2 separate regions of the Ovis aries genome follow, and region 1 is linked to region 2. A link is a contact called in public Hi-C data. All regions are on one chromosome and are shown on one strand. The core of a region is the stretch at or near the end of the contact, and the rest is flanking DNA. Distances in the headings are between cores, read along the strand shown.

What was found. Hi-C and Micro-C count contacts between places; a contact is called where the count stands out from the background.
Region 1: a Hi-C map of skin fibroblasts shows a contact between it and region 2, with 5 times the contacts expected there. The contact joins the enhancer-like site here to the promoter of OLFML3 in region 2. A contact is called at or near these places in 2 of 16 Hi-C or Micro-C datasets (skin fibroblasts and tail adipose tissue).

The regions. Positions count from the first base shown.
Region 1 is chr1:91,693,909-91,697,888 of ARS-UI_Ramb_v3.0, reverse strand. No RefSeq gene overlaps it. Among named protein-coding and RNA genes, the nearest start is that of TRNAE-CUC, 180 kb to the left of the region's middle. Within about 2 kb of position 2,703, at least 2 of the 54 cell types and tissues checked have an H3K27ac peak or open chromatin away from gene starts, as enhancers often do.
Region 2 is chr1:91,303,937-91,308,278 of ARS-UI_Ramb_v3.0, reverse strand. OLFML3 (olfactomedin like 3) reads right to left here and starts at 2,302. Exons shown (of 3, transcript XM_004002351.5): 1 at 2,111-2,302; 2 at 891-1,176; 3 at 1-585. The coding sequence starts at 2,224. HIPK1 (homeodomain interacting protein kinase 1) reads right to left here. Exons shown (of 16, transcript XM_042252866.1): 16 at 3,912-4,342.

The sequences.
Region 1 (3,980 bases), core at 1,454-3,953, 390 kb before region 2:
CTTTTCCAATGAGTCTGTTCTTCATATCCAAAGTACTGGAGTTTCAGCTTCAGCATCAGTCCTTCCAATGAACACCCAGGACTGATTTCCTTTAGGATGGACTGGTTGGATCTCCTTGCAGTCCAAGGGACTCTCAAGAGTTTTCTCCAACACCACTCTTCAAAAGCATCAATTCTTTGGCACTCAGCTTTCTTTATAGTCCAACTCTCACATCCATACATGACTACTGGAAAAACCATAGCTTTGACTAGATGGACCTTTGTCAGTAATGTCTCTGCTTTTTAATATGCTATCTAGGTTGGTCATAACTTTTCTTCCAAGGAGTAAGCGTCTTTTAATTTCATGGCTGCAGTCACCATCTGCAGTGATTTTGGAGCCCCAAAAATAAAGTCTGACACTGTTTCCACTGTTTCCCCATCTATTTCCCATGAAGTGATGGGACCAGATGCCATGATCTTCGTTTTCTGAATGTTGAGCTTTAAGCCAACTGTTTCGCTCTCCTCTTTCACTTTCATCAAGAGGCTTTTAGCTCCTCTTCACTTTCTGCCATAAGGGTGGTGTCATCTGCATATCTGAGGTTATTGATATTTCTCCCGGCAATCTAGATTCCAGCTTGTGCTTCTTCCAGTCCAGCATTTCTCATGATGTACTCTGCATAGAAGTTAAATAAGCAGGGTGACAATATACAGCCTTGACATATCCTTTTCCTATTTGGAACCAGTCTGTTGTTCCATGTCCAGTTCTGACTGCTGCTTCCTGACCTGCATACAGATTTCTCAGGAGGCAGGTCAGGTGGTCTGGTACCCATCTCTTTCAGAATTTTCCACAGTTTATTGTGATCCACACATCAAAGGCTTTGGCATAATCAATAAAGCAGAAACAGATGTTTTTCTGGAACTCTCTTGTTTTTTCTGTGATCCAGCGGATGTTGCCAATTTGATCTCTGGTTCCTCTGCCTTTTCTAAAACGAGCTTGAACATCAGAGAGTTCACGGTTCACGTACTGTTGAAGCCTGGCTTGGAGAATTTTGAGCATTGCTTTGCCAGCATGTGAAATGAGTGCAATTGTGCGGTAGTTTGAACATTCTTTGGCATTGCCCTTGGAAAGCCCTTATTCAATACCCTGTGATAAACCATAATGAAAAATATGAAAAAAGAGTTTTAACTGAATCACTGCTGTATAGCAGAGAACACTGTAACCATCTGAAGCCACCAGGGAAGCCCGTAAATCAACTATACTTCAATAATTAAAGTACGTGGCAGATGTAGGGGCAGCACTCGGAGCGTGTCCACAGCCACCGAGGCCGCCTCCCACTCTGCTGCACAGGGACACTCTCCCGCGGGTCTGACCGTTCAGTTATCCGTTCTCACAAGTAACTGTTAGATCAAACTACCCACTCTTGGCCGTGGAAACACTGGCTCCCGATGATCTCAGGTGGCCTCGGCCTGGAGCGGCTTGAAGGATTTCGGTTCCCTGGCCAGAAATTGAGGTCAGGCTGCCACAGTGAGAGTGCTGAATCCTCATCACTAGACCATCAGGGACGGTGGCCAGTGACAAGGCCCCTGGCCTATTGAGTTTGCAGAAATGAATTCCACAGAGAAAAGGGAAATAGTGAAACGAGTGTTAATGAGGAGGAAAAAGAATGCGTGTGGATAGACACATTCAGGAGACTCAGAATCGAGCGCTTGTGGTTTGACTCACTTACACAGGGCACTTCCTCCAGGTTTCCTCCGGCCGATCATCTTGGTTTGCCTGGTTTGGAGCCTGTATTCAGTTTATCTCAGGGTCGTCCCATGCGTGCACACTTCTCTTAGCCAAGATGGATTCACATGAAAAGGCCTATCGGTAGGCTGACATCACTCCCTTCTGGCCTCTAAGGAGCCTTTCCATGCGTGTATAGTCAGGAAGCTCTCCTTGAGAATGAGAAATATGTGGTCTCTATCTGGACAGGACTCAGGTCCTCTTCATCTTGAAGTATCTGTCCACAGGGGGCAAACTCCAGCTGTTCAGCCTGGGGTCCATCTATCTCCTGCCTCACTGAGAAGGGCTTTGTTGGCATGGAGAGAAGGATGGGGCAGGGCTCCAAGCTGGCTTTGGTGAGAAGATGTGTGCTCTAACCTGACTGATAAGTGGAAATGTTACCAAATTGGTCGACTGGAACTGCACCAGAGTCCTAGCCCAAGTTAGGATCTCTTGTCTCAGGCCAGGGAGGTTCTTTTTCTGACTGGATTTGAGTAGCCAATAATAAAACCAGCGTTGGGACTGGAACAGCACAAGTTGTATTCAATGGTCAAAGAATCGAGAAGCAGGTTGGTTCATAAGTCAATTTCAACCCAGTTCAGACAGAGACACCAAATATATAGGAGGGGGCTTCCCAGGTGGCTCAGTGGTAAAGAATCTGCCTGCCAAGCAGCAGATGCAGGTTTGATCCCTGGGTTGAGAAGATCCCCTGGAGAAGGAAACAGCAACCCAATCCAGTATTCTTGCCTGGGACATCCCAAGGACAGAGGAGCCTGGCGGGCTACAGTCCATGGGGTCAGAAAAGAGTCAACATGACTTAGCAGCTAAACAAAGTAAAAGAGAGGGAAATGGAAAGAATGTGAGGAATATTCATGACTTATCTGAGAACAGGGGTGTGGTTGGATTCCAAACTGGTGCAGTTCTCCTTGTAGGAATCTTACTGGTTGTTGTCATGGCAACTGTTAAACACTCTTAGTACTGGTGGGTGTGTCATTTAGCATGTTAATGAGTTACAGTTACAGGGCATGTATAATAAGGCTCAAGGTCTCCTGGAAGTCAAACTTTCACTGTTTTGGGCCTTGTTCATTTGCTCAGTCATGTCTGACTCTGAGACCTCATGGACTGCAGCATGCCAGGCTTCCCTGTCCTTCATTGTCTCCCAGAGTTTGCTCAAACTCAGGTCCATCCAACCATCTCATCTTCTGTCGTCCTCTTCTCCTCCTGCCCTCAATCTTTAACAGCATCAGGGTCTTTTCCAGTGAGTCGGCTTTTCACATCAGGTGGCCAAAGTATTGGAGCTTCAGCATAGTCCTTCCAGTGAATATTCAGGACTGATTTCCTTTAGGATTGACTGGTTTGATCTCCTTGCAGCCCAAGAGACTCTCAAGAGTCTTCTCCAACACCACAGTTCGAAAGCATCAGTTCTTTGGCACACAGCCTTCTTTATGGTCCAATTCTCACATTGTACATGACTACTGGAGAAACCATAGCTTTGACTATACGGACCTTTGTCAGCAGGGTGATGTCTCTTATTTAATACGCTGCTAGGTTTGTCATAGCTAAAGGAGCAAGCGTCTTTTAATTTCATGGCTGCAGTCACTATCCACAGTGGATGGATTTATGAGCCCAAGAAAATTGTCTGTCATTGTTTCCATTTTTTCCCCTATTTTGAATGTTGAGTTTTAAGCCAGCTTTTTCACTCTCCTCTTTCACCTTCATCAAGAGGCTCTTTAGTTCCTCTTCACTTTCTGCCATTGGGCCTAGTTGATTCTAACTGGTTCTTATTTCTCTGTGCAGTTTCTTTCTGAAACCTCAAAAAGAATAATTGTTTCCTTTTGAGGGAGGGCAGGGCAGAGCAATGATTCGGAGGCAATAGCCTTGGTGAGACCAGGGGGAAAGGGGCAGGACACAAACATTAGATAAAGAAGAGGTACAGGAACTTCCCGATGGTCCAGTGACTAAGACTCCACACCCCCAGTGCAGGGCACACAGGTTTGATCCCTGGTCAGGGAACTAGATCCCACATGCTGTAAATAAAATATCCTACATGCCACAGCTAAGACCCAGTACAGGCAAACGAATATTGAAAAAAATTGTTGAGAGGTACCATTGCTGGCAAGTGATAAAGACTGGCTGGAATTGAGGTAGCTTTGACAATAGTCTGGTCATTGACCTTTAAAGCTCATTAAACCTTCACAGTAATACTAACAATCACTCTCCCTTCCACCATGACAGACCCA
Region 2 (4,342 bases), core at 1,053-3,552:
CACAGATGACAAAGGCGGCCTCGGCATTCTCCCGGGGACATGGGGTGTCCCACTGCTGCTCTGTGTCCAGTGTCTGTGGGTCTAACTTGGCCAGACACAAGTGCCTGTCATCTTCCCGGGTGGCATAAACAGCCCAAAGGCCCTCCTCGTCAGCCGCCAGGTCTATGTATGTGTCTGCCGTCAGCCCATACGGGGGGATCAAACCCTCTGCTGGGAACACTGAACTGTCCGCCACTGTCCGGTTTGCCAGGTGGAACTTGATGAGCTGCAGAGTGTTCTGCAACTCACCGCCCCCTCCAGGCCCTCCGGGGGGCCTCCGGGCATAATACAGAAAGCCACCATATACCAGCTGGCCCGTGCCTACCCAGGGGAAGGGCACCCGGACCCGGGAAGCCTTCCGGGCGGCCATGGTAAGGGTGAAGTCACGCAGTCTTGGGAAGACAAAGGCTGTGTCATTCTGGGTGCCATCTAGCACGTAGATCTTCTCTGCTGGGCCCAGTGGATCCTTTGTCCATAGACCGGCTGGGCCACCAAACCGCTTCAGGATCTTCATTGATCTCACCTGAGAGATCGTGTAGCCACAGTCTCATGGGAAAGGAGAACACAGAACAAGGAAATACAGGCAAGAGTTAGATGCTCACTGCAGGAACCTCCCTGGATGGGCAGTTTGGACAAGAGCGGGCATTTGCCCAGTGGATGCCTCTACTCTATGGAAGATTGGGAGAAAGGGCACCAGAGGCCTGGGTCCCCAGAAACTCTCCGTAATGAACCTGATATTACAGAGATTTCCCTAAAAGAGACTCCAGAAGATAGAGCCAAATAGACTGGGATAAGGAGGAAAAAGGGAAAGACTCAAGGCAGAACACAGGGGTCTGTTTCAGATTGCTTACCTGTTATCATATCATACTTCTCATTTCTTCTGCCCTTGCCTTTGGTTCCAGGGCCTCCGGTCACCTTCTCATCAACCTCTACACATGGCAGGGCTGGATTCTGGGTCTCCAGATAGTCCACCTCCCGCTCCAGACGGTCTACTCTCCCGGAGATGGTGTCAGCTTCGGTTCTGAGCGCCTCCCGTTCCTTCTCAGCCACCTCCAACAGCGGCAGCATCTTGTTCTTGAAGTCCCGTAGCTCAGCAGCATGCCGACTACTCTGGTCCTGGCACTGGGCCAGCCGTTCCTGAAGGGATGGGGCAGCAGGAAGGAGGGCTGCAGGGTCACAACTCCCAGGCAGGAAGAGGCCCGAGCAGGGAGTCGGGAATGGAAAAAGGCACAAACTCAGCCAGGCATCAGCATTCCCCGCAATCCCCACAGAAAGGAAACAAAATGTTCAAGATGCTCAATGTGCAAAGAGCCGGGCTAAGACCCACACAGGCCCCTATCCTGACTTTGCATCCTCTGGCCTGCTCTCTGTGAGCAGTGCCACCGAATCATCTGAGCCTCTAGGGCAGTCTAAGTGCATGAGGGTGAGAAGGGATCTCTGCTCCATTATGCTATCCCCCTCTTAGGAATTAGGATGCTACAGGCTCCAAGCCATTAAATAGAAAGGTGCAGATTCTCTGAGGACTTCCAACTTTTAATAGAACCGTCAGCTCCTCTTGAGATGGATAAATCCTTGCAGTTCTAGCTCTCACTTCCACTCTGTTCCCTTATCCCATTTAACCCCAGGGGTGAAACACAGCGGTCTATTTGCTTTAGAACTGCACTATGAATGCTGGCTTCCCTGGTGGCTCAGTGGTAAAGAATTCGCCTGCAATGCAGGAGATGCAGAAGACTGGGGTTCAATCCCTGGGTCTGGAAGATCCCCTGGAGGAGGAAATGGCAACCCACTCCAGTATTCCTGCCTTAAGAAGCCCATGGACAGAGGAGCCTGGTGGGCTACAGTTCATGGGGTCTCAAGAGTCGGACAAGTCTGAGCACACATGCACTGCATTCTATGGATGTGGGGAAAGAGGAAGACTTGCAATTCTGAGAATCCTCTTATTAAAAGATGGAGTTTTCTGTAGGTACTAACAGAGCCTAATTTGTCATCCATCCCCAGGTCCCTGACAAACTGGATGAATCAACTTAGAAGATATGGAATCCTTCCGGGCTGGGCCAGAAGAGTCACTTACCTCTAAGGCAGCTAATCGGCGTTCCATGTATTCCACAAGGTGGTGCTGCTGTCCTTGAAGGGGTCCCAACCATGACAAAAGGAACAAGATCAGCAGCGGAGTGCGGGGCCCCATGGCAGTGGAATAGTAGGGCCAGAGTGTGTAGTCGTGTGTGCGGTTGGCCTCTTCCACTCAAGCCGGAGGGTTAGCTTTGGAGGCGGGGTGGGGGCGGTGCCTTCTCTCCTTCTCCATCTCTGGTCTCTCTCACTACTCTGGAATGCTTTCAGTCTCTTTAAGGCCCCTGCCCCCTCCTTTCCGCCTAGACTGATCAAACACAGATGGCCCTATTGCAGAGCAGCCAGAAGCTTTAACCACTTCCTGCCTAGGCTGCAGGCTCCCCAGGAGAGGAGAGGGGACTGGAAACCCTAGGGCAAAGGCCTTCTGGGCAGTCATCCAGGAAAAGGAGCTAGCAGGGGGAGGCAGAAACCTCAGAGAAAACTCAGCAAACTTATTTCTGCTTTAGAATGCTTCCGACGCTGACTTCAGAAACATTCTTCATTTACCCTTCCTTTCCCAGCAATAATAGCATGGATTGTTTTCTGCCTTTGGTGGAAGCTGGAAGCAGGGGAGATGAGGTCTGAGGGGAAGAGGTGGGAAAAAGGGCCATAGTGCTCAAGGCTGTAGAACCTTCCTCTACAGCTCACTGGCGCCACCTTGTGCTAAGCACCCGGTGTCATCTCAGAATTAACAGGAAAACCAAGGCTTAGACTTCACCTCCAGTGGAAAATTTTCCACAAGGCAAGCCAAGTAGACTGAATTTACAAGGGTTTTCATGATTAAAATGCACCTTTCCCCACGGACTATCCAATTACCTAAGGAGCCTCTCTTTGATATAGCCTAAGAAAGACAATGTAACTGAGATTATAACTAAAGAAACAAAAAAACCCAAAACAGGTCACTGAAAAATTAGTAAATTAATTCTTGATTATCTGGAAGACAGCCTGACAGCAGAGTCATTCTATATTCCCTTTTGCCTGAAAGCTCCTAGAATATTATCTTACCAAAACTACGGAGTGTTCAGTGAGTTCACAATAATTTTACACTCATTTAGGGGGAAAAATCTGAAAAATATATATTTGTAAATAAATGTACTCTGACTTCCCTAGTAATGGGAGAGAACAGACTATTGATAACTTCTCTTGGTTATGGCTCCAAAGGGCGTTTCTGTTTTCTCATTTCTGTATTCCAACTATGACTGCAGGGAGCCCCAAATGAATTAATGGCCACTGTTAAGATAGACTTGTCTTGAAACCCATATATCAAAAGAAGTCAAATGAACATAGCATGTATTCAGAGACCCACGGTGATGAATCTAGACAAATCAGGAGAAATTTTATTCATTTTAATCATGAGAAATCTGATCAGAAATTCTCCTCTAAAAAACAAAAACTAGTCTTCTAACAGTACAGCTTGAAAGGATGGGAAAATAGCATCATCTTGTGGTTATTCTTATTTTCATTTTGGTACTTTAAATGTTTGGTGGAACATGCTAGGAAGCAGTTTCATTAATGAGTGTCAGAAGTTTCTGCCTTTTCCAAAGGGCTAGATCCAGATGCTCTTAAGTTAGGGCCCTGGACACTCCATTCTGGGGAAGTGTCCCCTGTCAGGCCCTAGTCATTTCTGCTGTGGAGATTTGTATGAAGAAGGAACTTGTCTCTAACATTCTACCAGTCTGCAGATGCAACGTATTCAGCCACTCCAAAGATACCATTGTTGATCCTCTTTGCACCCTTGTAACACAAGTCAAAACCAGTCACATGAATCAGAAAATTTACCCATTTTATTGATGCATTGCAATTGCTCTACATTTTACCATATTATGTAGAAAATACTGAAAATACAAGCTACTTTGTAAAACCAAAGACAAACATTGAATCCAAAGATAAACTATGTTTTACACAATGGACCCTTTTCCCGTAGTTAGTATTAAATTTTAAATATCTATTTTTGTTAAAATGATTATTTTACATACTCCCTAAGTACATCTGCGTTACAAACATAGCTCAGTAATTCTCAGAAACTGTTTCTAGAGGCTTGTTGTAAAAGGAAGCGCACAACCAGAAAAGGGAGAAAGCAAAAAAAGTTTAAATCGCACACAATAACTAGCATATCAAATACATTTAATAAAGTTGGAATTCCATTGCAATTTCAAGGATTCAAAGCAGAAATACTAACGTTACATATAATGTACAT